4 separate regions of the Mus musculus genome follow, and regions 1, 3 and 4 are each linked to region 2. The links are chromatin contacts, called in public Hi-C, HiChIP or PLAC-seq and promoter capture Hi-C maps. All regions are on one chromosome and are shown on one strand. Each heading gives the region's core, a stretch centred on a gene start, on an enhancer-like site or on the middle of the called end of the contact. The rest is flanking DNA. Distances are from core to core; before and after follow the strand shown. Region 1 overlaps Gna12 (guanine nucleotide binding protein, alpha 12). Region 2 holds the start of Foxk1 (forkhead box K1). Region 3 holds the start of Aimp2 (aminoacyl tRNA synthetase complex-interacting multifunctional protein 2). Region 4 overlaps Card11 (caspase recruitment domain family, member 11).

Region 1 (2,700 bases), core at 149-2,648, 1.6 Mb before region 2:
CAAGTGTGAAAACCTGAGTTCACATCTGCAGAACTCACATGTTTCTGAATCCCAGAACTCTGCTATGAGGAAGCCCCTCGGTCAGCAAGCCTGGGCTGTGCTGGCATTTTGTTTAGGCTCTGCACCACCGTTTTTTGGCAATAGCCAGGTGTGCCTGACTCACTATAAAGGAGGCTGATTGCCCCCTCCTCACTCTCTAGTTTTTGTTCCCTTCTCTTCTCCTCTTGCTCCTGCTCCTTACCCTCTTCCCCCTCTGTCCCCATCCCCCCTCCATGTGCTCATGGCCAGTCTTTAGTCCTCTACTCTTCTGTGCCCTCTCCCTCTCTCTCTGCGCCTTTCAACTCCCCTCCCCATGCCCTGAATAACCTCTATTCTATACTACATCAGCATGTGGTTGGTCCCTTAGGGGGAAGGGATACCTCAGCATGGGCCAGCAGAGACACTCCCTTCCCCCACACCATACTGCGCCTCCACCAAACATACTTCTTCCTCTTTTTTTTTTTTTGATAGGGTTTCTCTTTGTAGCCCTGACCATCTTGGAACTCACTCTATAGACCAGGCTGGCCTCGAACTCAGAAATCCGCCTGCCTCTCTCTCCGAAGTGCTGGGATTAAAGGGCCCTCTCTATCTTTTTATAAAACACAACAGGGTGCTTGTCAGCAAACAAGACCCTGTTCTAAAAAAGATGGAAATTAGGGACCAACATATGACCCCCACATACATGTACACATATGCTCATACTTGCATATGAATGTACACACACGCAGATTAAAGAGTCAAAACAATCTTGCTCTTGAAGATCTCAGTTCAGCAGGTGGCCCAAGGAACAGTATTCTCTCTGCTCAGATAGACACTTCTTTTATAGGTATGCCCACGTTGCCATGGCCTGTCCACCATGACACCAAGAAGGCAGAGGGCCATGAGAAGAGGCCAGCAGAGGCATGGCAGGAGGAAGAGGTGGTCTTAGAACATGCCAGGGTCCACTCCCTCTGGGGTATAATGGGAAGGAAAGTCACACGCTTCTCTGGGCAAGGATGCTGGTCTGTACCACAGGGAACTGTTAATGTATTCCTCAGTTGCGACTATTTGCTGCTTCCTGTTGCTCTCCCAGCTGCTATCTGCAGTTCAAGCTCTTCCCATTAGCGCAGCAATCTCCCCTTTATCTTGGGCCATTGTTTCATCCTATCTTGACCGTATGCTTGAGCTCTCACACAATAAACAATGCCCTGAGCAATCCGTTGTTCCAGTTTGCCTCCCACCCCCCCCCCCCCCAGTCTTTTGCCTTTTCTATTTTCCTCTTTTAGGCTTTTGACTTTGGCTGCCTGCCTGCCTGTCTGTGTGCCTTGGCCATTTGCAGCAGTGGCAGGGTTTGGTTCGGAGTTAGACATTAAGGGACTTGCCGACTCAGCTTCCCCAGATGATTACTTTTAATGAGACACCTGCTCTAACTAGTCGCTGACAGTCCTGGTATGTTTGCTTAAAAAGCGTCTCAATACTTTCCAACCCACTGAATGTGGACTGATAAGGAGGTAAATGACCAGGTCTCCACTTCTCCACTCTGACCAAGCAGCCATGGTATTCTCTGCCTAGACGCTCCACACTGTTAAACAGTTTCCCCCTGGTCCTGGCCACTCCCCATTTTTTGTTTTGTTTTGAGCAGATATTTACTATGGGTCCTGGACTTGAACTCGCAGAGTCAGCCTCTGCCTCCCAGTGCTAGGATTAAGTGTCTGGAGCAGCCCAGGCTGGCCTCAAATTCAGTATGTAGCTGAAGATAACCTTGAATTTCTCCTGTTTGCACTTCATAAGTGCTAGAATTACAATTGGCGCTAAATACCCCAGACTTAACATTAATAGAGTTTTCCACTGTTCTCCCCTCCTCCCAAGGAAAAGCATGATTTTTTTTTCAAAAAAACAAAACAAAACAAAACAAAACCAAAAAACCTATGTGGCCATGAAAAATATAGTCACTGGCTACCTGTGTGAGGCAAGATTTGCAGATAGAAATCTGAGTGCAAAGTGGAAATCGTATTACAACAGAGAAAAGCTCACCTTTTGCAATCTGTCCCTGAGTACTGAGGGAGGGCATGTGTGTGCATGTGGAGGTCAGAGGACATCCTCAGATACCATTCTGCAGGTGCTGCTCCCTCCCGTCTTTTTGAGATAGAGTTTTACCAAGAAGGCTCAACAGAAGAGTCAGAGAGCTCTAGGAATCTTGGTTTTGCGTCCCCATGCTGGGATCACAGACGTGCACTGTCACACAAGGATTTTTAACATGGGTTCTGGGGTTCAAACTATGGTCTTCCAGAATTTTCCTGACTAAGTCATCTCTCCAGCCCTGTTTTGTGTGCCTGTGTGCCCCCCCCCCCACCGTGGCCAGATTGACTTTGAATTTGTGAATCTCCTGCCTCAGCCTCCTGAGTGCTAGGATTATAGGTGTTAAAGAAGGGAAAGAAGCTGGAAGGGAGAGAGGAACATTGTTTCTGGGTTAACCTGCCTTTCTCTCAGAGCTCTGTGCATCTTGTCTTCAAAGATGAGCAGAATTTCACCTTAAAAATTCTTGTTATCTTTGTGTCTCTTGGTGCTTGGTGGCTGTGGAGGTGTGTGCCCACCTTAACCCTAGCCCTGACGAAAATTTCCTACCTGTTTGAACCATAGGCCCTAGCACAGTGCAGGATTAGTCAACCAAATCTCATCAGA
Region 2 (2,700 bases), core at 125-2,624:
ACATTCTTTTGTGTGTGTATGTTTGCACTTGTGTTTGTGTGTGCACGTGCGCCGGTGCATGCACAGGCGTGAATAACTGTGTGCTCCTTTAGCCCTGTTTTATTCGTGTTTTTGTTTTTGTTTTGAAACAGTGTTTCCACTATGAACGTGGAGCTCACTGATTGGCTAGGCAGGCTGGCCAATGAGCTTCAGGGATCTATCTGTCAACCTTTTACCCAAAGCGCTGGGAAGATCGAAGCTCTCAATGGGTTTTGAAGTCGGTCCCGGGGAATGAACTTTCCTGTCTTGGGGGATGAGTGCCATCAGGCAATTTACCAACTGTGTCAGCTCCTTCAGTCATTATTAAATGTGAGAAATCGAGTGTGTATGTGTGTGCATGCACTCGCGCGCTGCAGGTCCTGGGGGAAGACTTGGGGGAATTAGCATCCCAGTGCAGGACCTTAAATTCTCAAGGGATTCACATGGTGCCAAGTTCACCATTTAAGTGTTTTCAACTACCGTCAATCTTCGGGTGTCCACAGTCCCTAGAAACAGGCAGAACTGTTCGCCTTAAAAGGAGCAAGGGGAACCAGCTGTGGTGGTGCACAGCTGTGACTCCAGCAAGAATTGCGGAGCCTGAGCCGGGTTGGTCGTCAGCTAGAAGCCAATCTGGTCTACATACATAGACCCTGTCTTTAAAAAATGAATTTTTAAATTGATTTTAAAGGGCTAGGCACACACCTTAATAGCTACACTCAGGAAGCTGGAACAGGAAGATCATGAATTTGAGGCCAGCCTGATCTAGGTATTCAAAACCAGGCTAGCCTTGGTATGAGACAGGATCTCAAACAACAAAACAAGAACAATCGAGATGGTTCAGTAAATAAAGGTGCTTGTCACCAAGCTTGTCGACCTCAATGCCATCCTCAGAACCCCACAGGGTAGGAGAGAATAGACTGCTGAGAGCTGTCCTCTCTGACCACACAAACACACGTGCGCGCGCGCGCGCACACACACACGTGGTAAAGAACCACAAGTAAATAAATGAATGAATAAAATGTAATTTGCAACATTATACCAAACCAAAAAAAAAAAAAAAGCAAAGCACAGAAAGAGTAGCTGTGCAGAAACGATCAGTAAGGAGCAGAGACCATTTCAAGCATCCCTGGACTTTAAACTCCAGCCTCAATAGGACACCCCTAAAAACGTGATGAATCCAAGCACCCTTCGGGACTGGAGGAGGGGGCTCTGTGTCTCTCTGCACCCGCCCACCTCGAGTGGAAGCTGCGCGCGCAGCGCGAGGGTCCTGCGGTGTCCCGGCTCCGCTCCAGGCCACGATCCAGCCCGGGTTTCCGCGCGCGCCGCCCCGCCCCGCCCCGCGCCGCCTCGGCCGCCACCGGAGCCGCTCGGAGCTGCGCGAACATGGCCGAAGTCGGCGAGGACAGCGGCGCCCGCGCCCTGCTGGCGCTGCGCTCGGCTCCCTGCAGCCCCGTGCTATGCGCCGCGGCTGCGGCCGCCGCCTTCCCGGCCACTACGTCCCCGCCGCCGCCGGCGCAACCTCCACCCGGGCCGCCCGCGCTGCCCGCCGAGCCCGGCCCCGGGCCGGTGCCCTCCACCGTCGCCACTGCCACCACCACCGCGCCCGCCCTGGTGGCCGCGGCCGCTGCCTCCGTGCGCCAGAGCCCCGGGCCTGCCCTGGCTCGCCTGGAGGGTCGGGAGTTCGAGTTCCTGATGCGACAGCCCAGCGTCACCATCGGCCGCAACTCGTCGCAGGGCTCGGTGGACCTAAGCATGGGCCTGTCGAGCTTCATTTCCCGGCGCCACCTGCAGCTCAGCTTCCAGGAGCCTCACTTCTATCTTCGCTGTCTCGGCAAGAACGGCGTCTTCGTGGACGGGGCCTTCCAGAGGCGCGGAGCGCCCGCCCTGCAGCTACCCCAACAGTGAGTACTGCGCCACCCTCGGGTCACCCCTCTCCGGACCTGGCCTGAACCCCCTGGCCACCCCTGACCTCTACCCCGCCCAGCTTGGCTCCTTGTCACTCTGTGATCTCGACCCTGCTCAACCTGAACCCCCCGCCCCCCGGTCACCCCCTGAACTCGCCTCCGCCTGGTCTGGCACCTGGGTCGAGCCTCAAATTTCTTACCGTTCCCACCGGGTCCCAGCCCTTGGTCACTCCCTCCTCCATCTCGACCCTGCCAGGCCCTAGCCCCTCTAATCTCGACTCTATCCGGCTCTGATTCCCTAGCCATCTCCCAGTCTTGATCCCACCTAGCTCTGACCCCTGGTTACACAGATCTCCATCCCACCCGGCCCAGCTGAGCCTGATCCTTAAGTTACTGGTGATCTCACCCATCACCTGGCTCTGACCCCGTGGTTGTCCTGATCTTAATCACGACCCAACTAACCCTGACTCCCCAGTTAACTCATTGGGCACTGATCCCTGGATGGGCCCGACTCCCATTCAGCCTGAAATCCTGTCACCCTGACCCTGGACAGGCCTGAACACTTGGGTCCATTCTAACCCCTTTCTCTCTCTCTGACTCTGACTCTGACTCTGTCTGTCTGTCTGTCTGTCTGTCTCTCTCTCTCTCTCACACACACACACACACACACACACACTTACACACACACACTTGCACACTCCCCAACCCCATCTGTCTTCCACTCCTCCCATGTTGGAGTTGGCTACCCATGATCTCCAACCCTTTCTGAACCCAGCTT
Region 3 (2,700 bases), core at 179-2,678, 1.5 Mb after region 2:
GAGGGGTGCTGGGTGGACCTGAGGGCCAGTGTCTGCTTTGATATGTTAAAGGGCACCTCAGTTAGCCATTTGAGACCTAACAAATTTTAGTCTTTAGAAAACGAGATGGTGGGAGGCAGAGGCAGGTGAATTTCTGAGTTTGAGGCCAGCCTGGTCTACAGAGTGAGTTCCAGGACAGCCAGGGCTACACAGAGAAACCCTGTCTCGAAAAACCAAAATAAAAAAAAAAAAGAAAGAAAGAAAATGAGATCAAACAATAGTGATAAGCATGGTAAGATAATTGTTCTGAGTTAGGCAGGCACACACTTCTAACCCCAGCACTTGGAAGCTCTTTCTCCACTGGTGGAGAAAGGGCTCAAGATTATCTTTGGCTGTAAGAATCCCAGGACAGCCTGGGCTACAAAGGCACTGTTTCTGCCCCACACTCCCATGGCCAGGAAACACGAAAAAGGACCTCAACTTACTTAGAAACTGGAGACATCCAAATTAAAACTACATTAGGATGTCTCCATTATCCTGCTGGTAACAGCTTAAACCTGTATAACCGCTTTGAAAAAGAACTTAAAAAGTGGAAGGCAAACCTGCCCACTGGGCCAGGAATTCCATTCCTATACAGGCTATTTATGTTAGCTAGTCTATAAATTCCAGCGCCCATGAGTGAGGACCGGGCAGATAAATAAGCGGGGTGTGGCCAGGAACAAGATCACTCACTATCGTTATAACAAAATCTTGTACAGTATGCCAGACAACAGAACACATACTATGTTTCCAGACCATCAAGATTATATAGCTTAAAGATAGCCTCCACAACCTAACCGCGAAAAAAACAACACATAACTACAGTAAAAGTCGGGACCTCTTGTGGAAAAGTTAAACTGGGAAGGATGGGGCACTAAACCCGTCAACCTGGGTTATGGTAACCCTGGGATCGCTCTGAAAATTCCTCCGAATGAGCATTTTTCGTGTTGTTCACTTTTCTGTGCGCCTGGAGATCGTGACAGGAACCCACAGCAGCACTCATCTAGGAGGATTTTGTCGGACCCGGCCGCAGAAGGGACCGGGACCCTAGGCAGACACAGCGCCGGCGCGCTAGACTGGACGAGGGATAGGGCAGGGTGCGGCGCGGCACGAACGGCGCCTGCGCACCAGGCAGGGGCCGCACGCTCCTACCTGCACGTGGCCCGCGTCGGTGGCGGGGCTGGTGGTCTTGCTGTGCACGTTGGGGAGCCGGTACATGCAGGTTGGAAGCTCTACATGCAGAGGTGCGCTGCCTCCATGATAGGGCTTTACCTGGTACATCGGCATGGTGGGAACCCAAGGAAGGTAGCGGGCGAGGGACAGGAACGCTCAGAAGCCACCCAAGGCCACCTCAGACAGCAGCCGCCTTCTTTCTGACTCTGCTGCTGGCGTTCCGGAAAATGAAGTCCCCGAGCTTTCATTGGCCGGGCTGGTCTAACGTCACCAACTTGACCTTTGAGTTGGCCAATCACCGGTAAAGAGGTCTTGGCATGCCTTCGCTAGCCCGCCCGGAAGGGGCGGATCATATGTCAAAAGCAACCAATGGGTGTTCCAGGAGACGCGTCTTTTCCCGAGAGCGGCAGCGCCAACTCTCCCGCGGTGACTGTGACTGGAGGAGTCCTGCATCCATGGAGCAAACCGAAGGCGTGAGGTGAGCTGGACTTGTGGTCTCCGGGCGCATTCTATAGAGTTCCCGGTATCCCGGTCTCTTGAAAGGACCGGAAGTGGCTGAGGCGCGAGGCGGGCAAGCTCGCGGACTGGACCGGGTCCTCTGTGAGGAAGCTATTTCCTCGGCATCCTCCCGCCACAGGCCGTGCACTTGAAACCCAGCACGAAAATCAGTCGCCGTAGACAAAATTCGTTTCCGCTGTTTGTTTATTTATTGAGTCTTTATTCTTGAAGACTTGGGGAGGGAGGCTTAAAGGCTCACGCTGATCTTGCAGTCAATAGGGTTTTTAACTTTTATTATATTGAGGTGCTTCTGTGCGTTTGGTGTAGTGTTCACAGGCGGCATCATAGCAGTGAAGCACATCTTCGAAGGCCAGCACAGTTACATTCGGTGACAGATTTGTAAATGCAAATTTGCTGTCTGTATTTTAACCTTGTGATTTCCCCAGAGATCCTTTGCAGTTAGAACGAGTGCAAGTGTTTGTTTTGGTTTTTTGAGGTAGTGCTTTGAACTCGGGATCCTCCTACTTCAAACACCCGAGTGCTGTGATAACCAGCGAGGTTCTGTGCAAGGTAGATTGAAGAGAAAAGAGGTTGGTTGGTTTATTTCACCAGGGTTTTTGGAAGTCTACTATATGTCAGACCATATGGAAAATACCCTAAAATTGTTACTGCAAGGATGCACCTATGTTCTGTTATACTTTTATGGGGCATTTCATAGCCGGGAAACTATTTTTATGGTGACTAAACCGTAGGGGAATTAGTGATAGTAGATTGGGACCTTGTCGTTGCTAGACTTCAAACTTCATATGATAGGCAATGAGCACCACTAAAAATTTAAACCTAAAGATTTTTTTCGACTGGATTTGTAATTGTAAAAAGAAATTGGTGGGAATCAAGCCACACCTATAATCCGAGCAGGAACAGGCTCAGCAGGAGTTCATAGTTACCTTTAACGACATAGGGAGTTTGAGGGCGCTCTGGGCTACCTTGGAACCTGTGTCAGAGTGAACA
Region 4 (2,700 bases), core at 74-2,573, 1.5 Mb before region 2:
TTGAGACAGGGTCTCTTATTGTTCTGGATTTCACCAAGGAAGCATGCTACTTGGTCATTAAGTCCCAGGGATCCTCCTGCCTCAGCCTCTCATCTTGTCTGACGTTCCTTTTCAAAGCGAATCTTGGGATCGAGGTTGGGTCCTCATCCTTAAAAGACAAATGCTTTGCCTTCTCAGTCACCTCCTCTGCCCCTTCCAAGCCTTTTCAAGGTGCATTTCCCAAGACATCTCATAGACTTCCAGTCTAGAGTCAAACATTCTGGTGACCTTCAGTGGCTTCTAAGGGGAGGCCATCTTTGGGGTCCCCAGGTTTGTTCAAGGCTTCTGGGAGAAGTGGCTCACCCTGCACATGCCTGATATGACTCTCAAGTGCAGGTTTCCCAGGGTAGCCTGGGGCATTTTGCTGGACAGCACCCCACTCCTCTCCTCATGTGCACACGCATAAGCAACCCCATGGGAACCAGCTGACAGCACTGGGGGTGGCGGGAAAGAATCCTTCCCCAGCAGAGAGGGTCGCCTTTCTGCGGGGCCACAGGCTGAAAGCAGACATGACATACTTCATCTAGCTCCCCCCAGAGAAGGCTGCGAACATCTCCAGCTTTCCAGAAAACACACTTCAAGCACTAACCCCACTCCTCAACTGTGACAGTGTGCTCAGTTAGAAGAAACAAGGAACCCACGTGTGACAACAGAAGAAACAGGTACATATTGCTCCCATGGAACCTCGGGGTTCGTGGAGAGCCTTCCATGGGCCAGTTCTGGGCTCTGCACAAGCCCAGCCTAGTGTGATGTAGGGTCCCTTGCAGCCCAGAATACACATCCAGTTTAGGAGATGACAAAGTAAGGGATGCCTGTCATCCCAATACTGGGGCAGGAAGAGGCAGGAGGATTTCTGGTCATCTTGGGCCACACAGAGTCCCTATCATAAAAGCCTTAGGGCTAGGGATGTGTGTAGCTCAGTGGTAGACAGCTTGCCTGGACACATAAAAGACCCTAGGCTTCATCCCAAGCACCAAGGTAAAAAGCGTGAAGGGACATGTTTGAAGGCCCCGAGCACACCCACACAGACAAGAGCAGAAGGACCAGGTGTGGAGAGTATTCACACCAGCAGGCCCGGGACACAGACAGCTTCGGCAGCTCTGCTTATGCAGGCCACAGAGGGATTGTGGGAGGTGTACTCATGGGCTTCTACACCAGCCGTATCCTGGGCTTGGCAGGGGCATCTGTCCAGGAGTCTCTCAAATTCCCTGTCCTCTGCTGTGGGGAGCAAGGCACCCGGAAAGTGCTGACGCTGGCAGGCTGCCACAGCCTCCCCCGGAAGCCCACATGGGTGCCGCACTCTGAGGAGGCTACAACTATTTTTAGCAGGTGCAGAGGGAGGCGGTGGTGGGCTGCACACTTCTCCTTTTGCTTTATTCTGAGCAGAACCTGAAGACGGATGTGGTGGTACACATTGTCATCCTAGCTGCTAAGAAGCTAAGGCATGAGGATGGCAAGCGTGAGGCTAGCCTGGGCTATAGTATGAGAATCTGTCCCCACAACAGAAAGAGACAAAACTAAGCCAGGCACTTGGCAGGCAGGCGCTTATAATCCTAGTGCTGGAGCTGAGGGTGGGGCTGGGGGCGGGACACATCCTCATACTTCACTGGCTAGACAGCCCAGCTAACCAGTGACCTCCAAGGTCAGCAGAGGGCTGGGGAGAGGGCTTAGCAAGTAAAGATGCTGGGCACACAAGCCAGAGGACCTGAGTTTGATCACTAGCACCAACACACATGGAAGGAGAGAACACCGAGTGGTCCTCGGACCTCCACAGGAGGACTGTGACACAAGTCCACATACATTATGCAACAGATACACACACACACACACACACACACACACACACACACACACACACACACACATCATAACACACATCACAGACACACACATCATACACACATCATACACACATCATAGACACTTCACAGACACAGATCACACATCATACACACACATTACAGACAGATACATCATACACATACAATTACAGACATACAGACATATACATCACACACACATCATACACACATATCATACACACACATCATACACACACATCAAGACACACACATCATACTCACACATCATACACACACATATCAGACACACACATAACACACACACACATCATACACACACATCACAGACACACACATCCCATTACATATCACATACACATTATATACACAGCACAGAAACACATATCATAACACACATCACAGAAACATAGACATACACACACATTGCATCGAATATCAACACACACAGATATACATCATACACACACATCACAGCCACACAGCCACACACACACACCAAAAGAAAAAAGAACACAGAGTAGGAATGATCTATGGAGATGCTTGACATTAGCCTCAGCTCTTGACACCCACACACCGCACACACTTGCTTACATACCAGTGTGCATGTAGAAATTAACATGCACACACACACATGTGCTACATACACATTGCACACATGGTTTTAAAAAGTAATAAAAAGGAAGAAAAACACAGTAAACCCCCAAACACCAGCTGCTTAAGATTGCCTACGTGGAGTCTGTGGGTGATTTGAGCTCCTGGGTAAGAACAAGGCTCAGACCAGCGCACAGAGACCTGGGGTGCAGAGCGCAGAGAGCCAGGGTGCAGGAGCCATGGGTGG

What was found. Promoter capture Hi-C pulls out the DNA fragments that hold promoters and counts their contacts. A called contact is a pair of places that touch in the nucleus more often than the background predicts. HiChIP or PLAC-seq counts read pairs in DNA pulled down with a chosen protein or histone mark.
Region 1: a contact with region 2 is called in an H3K27ac HiChIP or PLAC-seq map of extraembryonic endoderm stem cells, with 8 times the contacts expected there. The contact joins the enhancer-like site here to the promoter of Foxk1 in region 2. A contact is called at or near these places in 8 of 39 promoter capture datasets (the 3T3-L1 cell line, 3T3-L1-derived adipocytes, the HPC-7 cell line and 4 more), 1 of 484 Hi-C or Micro-C datasets (muscle stem cells), 15 of 115 datasets of contacts at active chromatin or transcription factors (the 230-238 cell line, the NIH/3T3 cell line, the SCID.adh cell line and 12 more) and 2 of 9 other capture datasets (embryonic stem cells and liver).
Region 3: a contact with region 2 is called in a promoter capture Hi-C map of liver, with 2.1 times the contacts expected there. The contact joins the promoter of Aimp2 here to the promoter of Foxk1 in region 2. A contact is called at or near these places in 1 of 39 promoter capture datasets (liver) and 1 of 9 other capture datasets (adipose tissue).
Region 4: a contact with region 2 is called in a Hi-C map of bone marrow-derived macrophages, with 11 read pairs. The contact joins the enhancer-like site here to the promoter of Foxk1 in region 2. A contact is called at or near these places in 1 of 39 promoter capture datasets (hippocampal neurons), 1 of 484 Hi-C or Micro-C datasets (bone marrow-derived macrophages) and 6 of 115 datasets of contacts at active chromatin or transcription factors (embryonic forebrain, forebrain, large pre-B cells and 2 more).

Annotation. Positions count from the first base shown.
Region 1 is chr5:140,814,168-140,816,867 of GRCm38.p6, forward strand. The region is part of intron 1 of Gna12 (guanine nucleotide binding protein, alpha 12); the gene reads right to left. Among named protein-coding and RNA genes, the nearest start is that of Gna12, 15 kb to the right of the region's middle. Within about 2 kb of position 1,399, at least 67 of the 459 cell types and tissues checked have an H3K27ac peak or open chromatin away from gene starts, as enhancers often do. A contact at or near this core is called in the HPC-7 cell line, astrocytes, extraembryonic endoderm stem cells and 2 more, where this site is marked.
Region 2 is chr5:142,400,123-142,402,822 of GRCm38.p6, forward strand. It overlaps Foxk1 (forkhead box K1), which reads left to right and starts at 1,375. Exons shown (of 9, transcript NM_199068.2): 1 at 1,375-1,919. The coding sequence starts at 1,402.
Region 3 is chr5:143,908,411-143,911,110 of GRCm38.p6, forward strand. Aimp2 (aminoacyl tRNA synthetase complex-interacting multifunctional protein 2) reads right to left here and starts at 1,429. Exons shown (of 4, transcript NM_001172146.1): 1 at 1,171-1,429. The coding sequence starts at 1,305. Pms2 (PMS1 homolog2, mismatch repair system component) reads left to right here and starts at 1,591. Exons shown (of 15, transcript NM_008886.2): 1 at 1,591-1,669. The coding sequence starts at 1,647.
Region 4 is chr5:140,946,903-140,949,602 of GRCm38.p6, forward strand. All of the region lies in intron 1 of Card11 (caspase recruitment domain family, member 11), which reads right to left. Among named protein-coding and RNA genes, the nearest start is that of Card11, 52 kb to the right of the region's middle. Within about 2 kb of position 1,324, at least 90 of the 459 cell types and tissues checked have an H3K27ac peak or open chromatin away from gene starts, as enhancers often do. A contact at or near this core is called in bone marrow-derived macrophages, hippocampal neurons and regulatory T cell precursor, where this site is marked.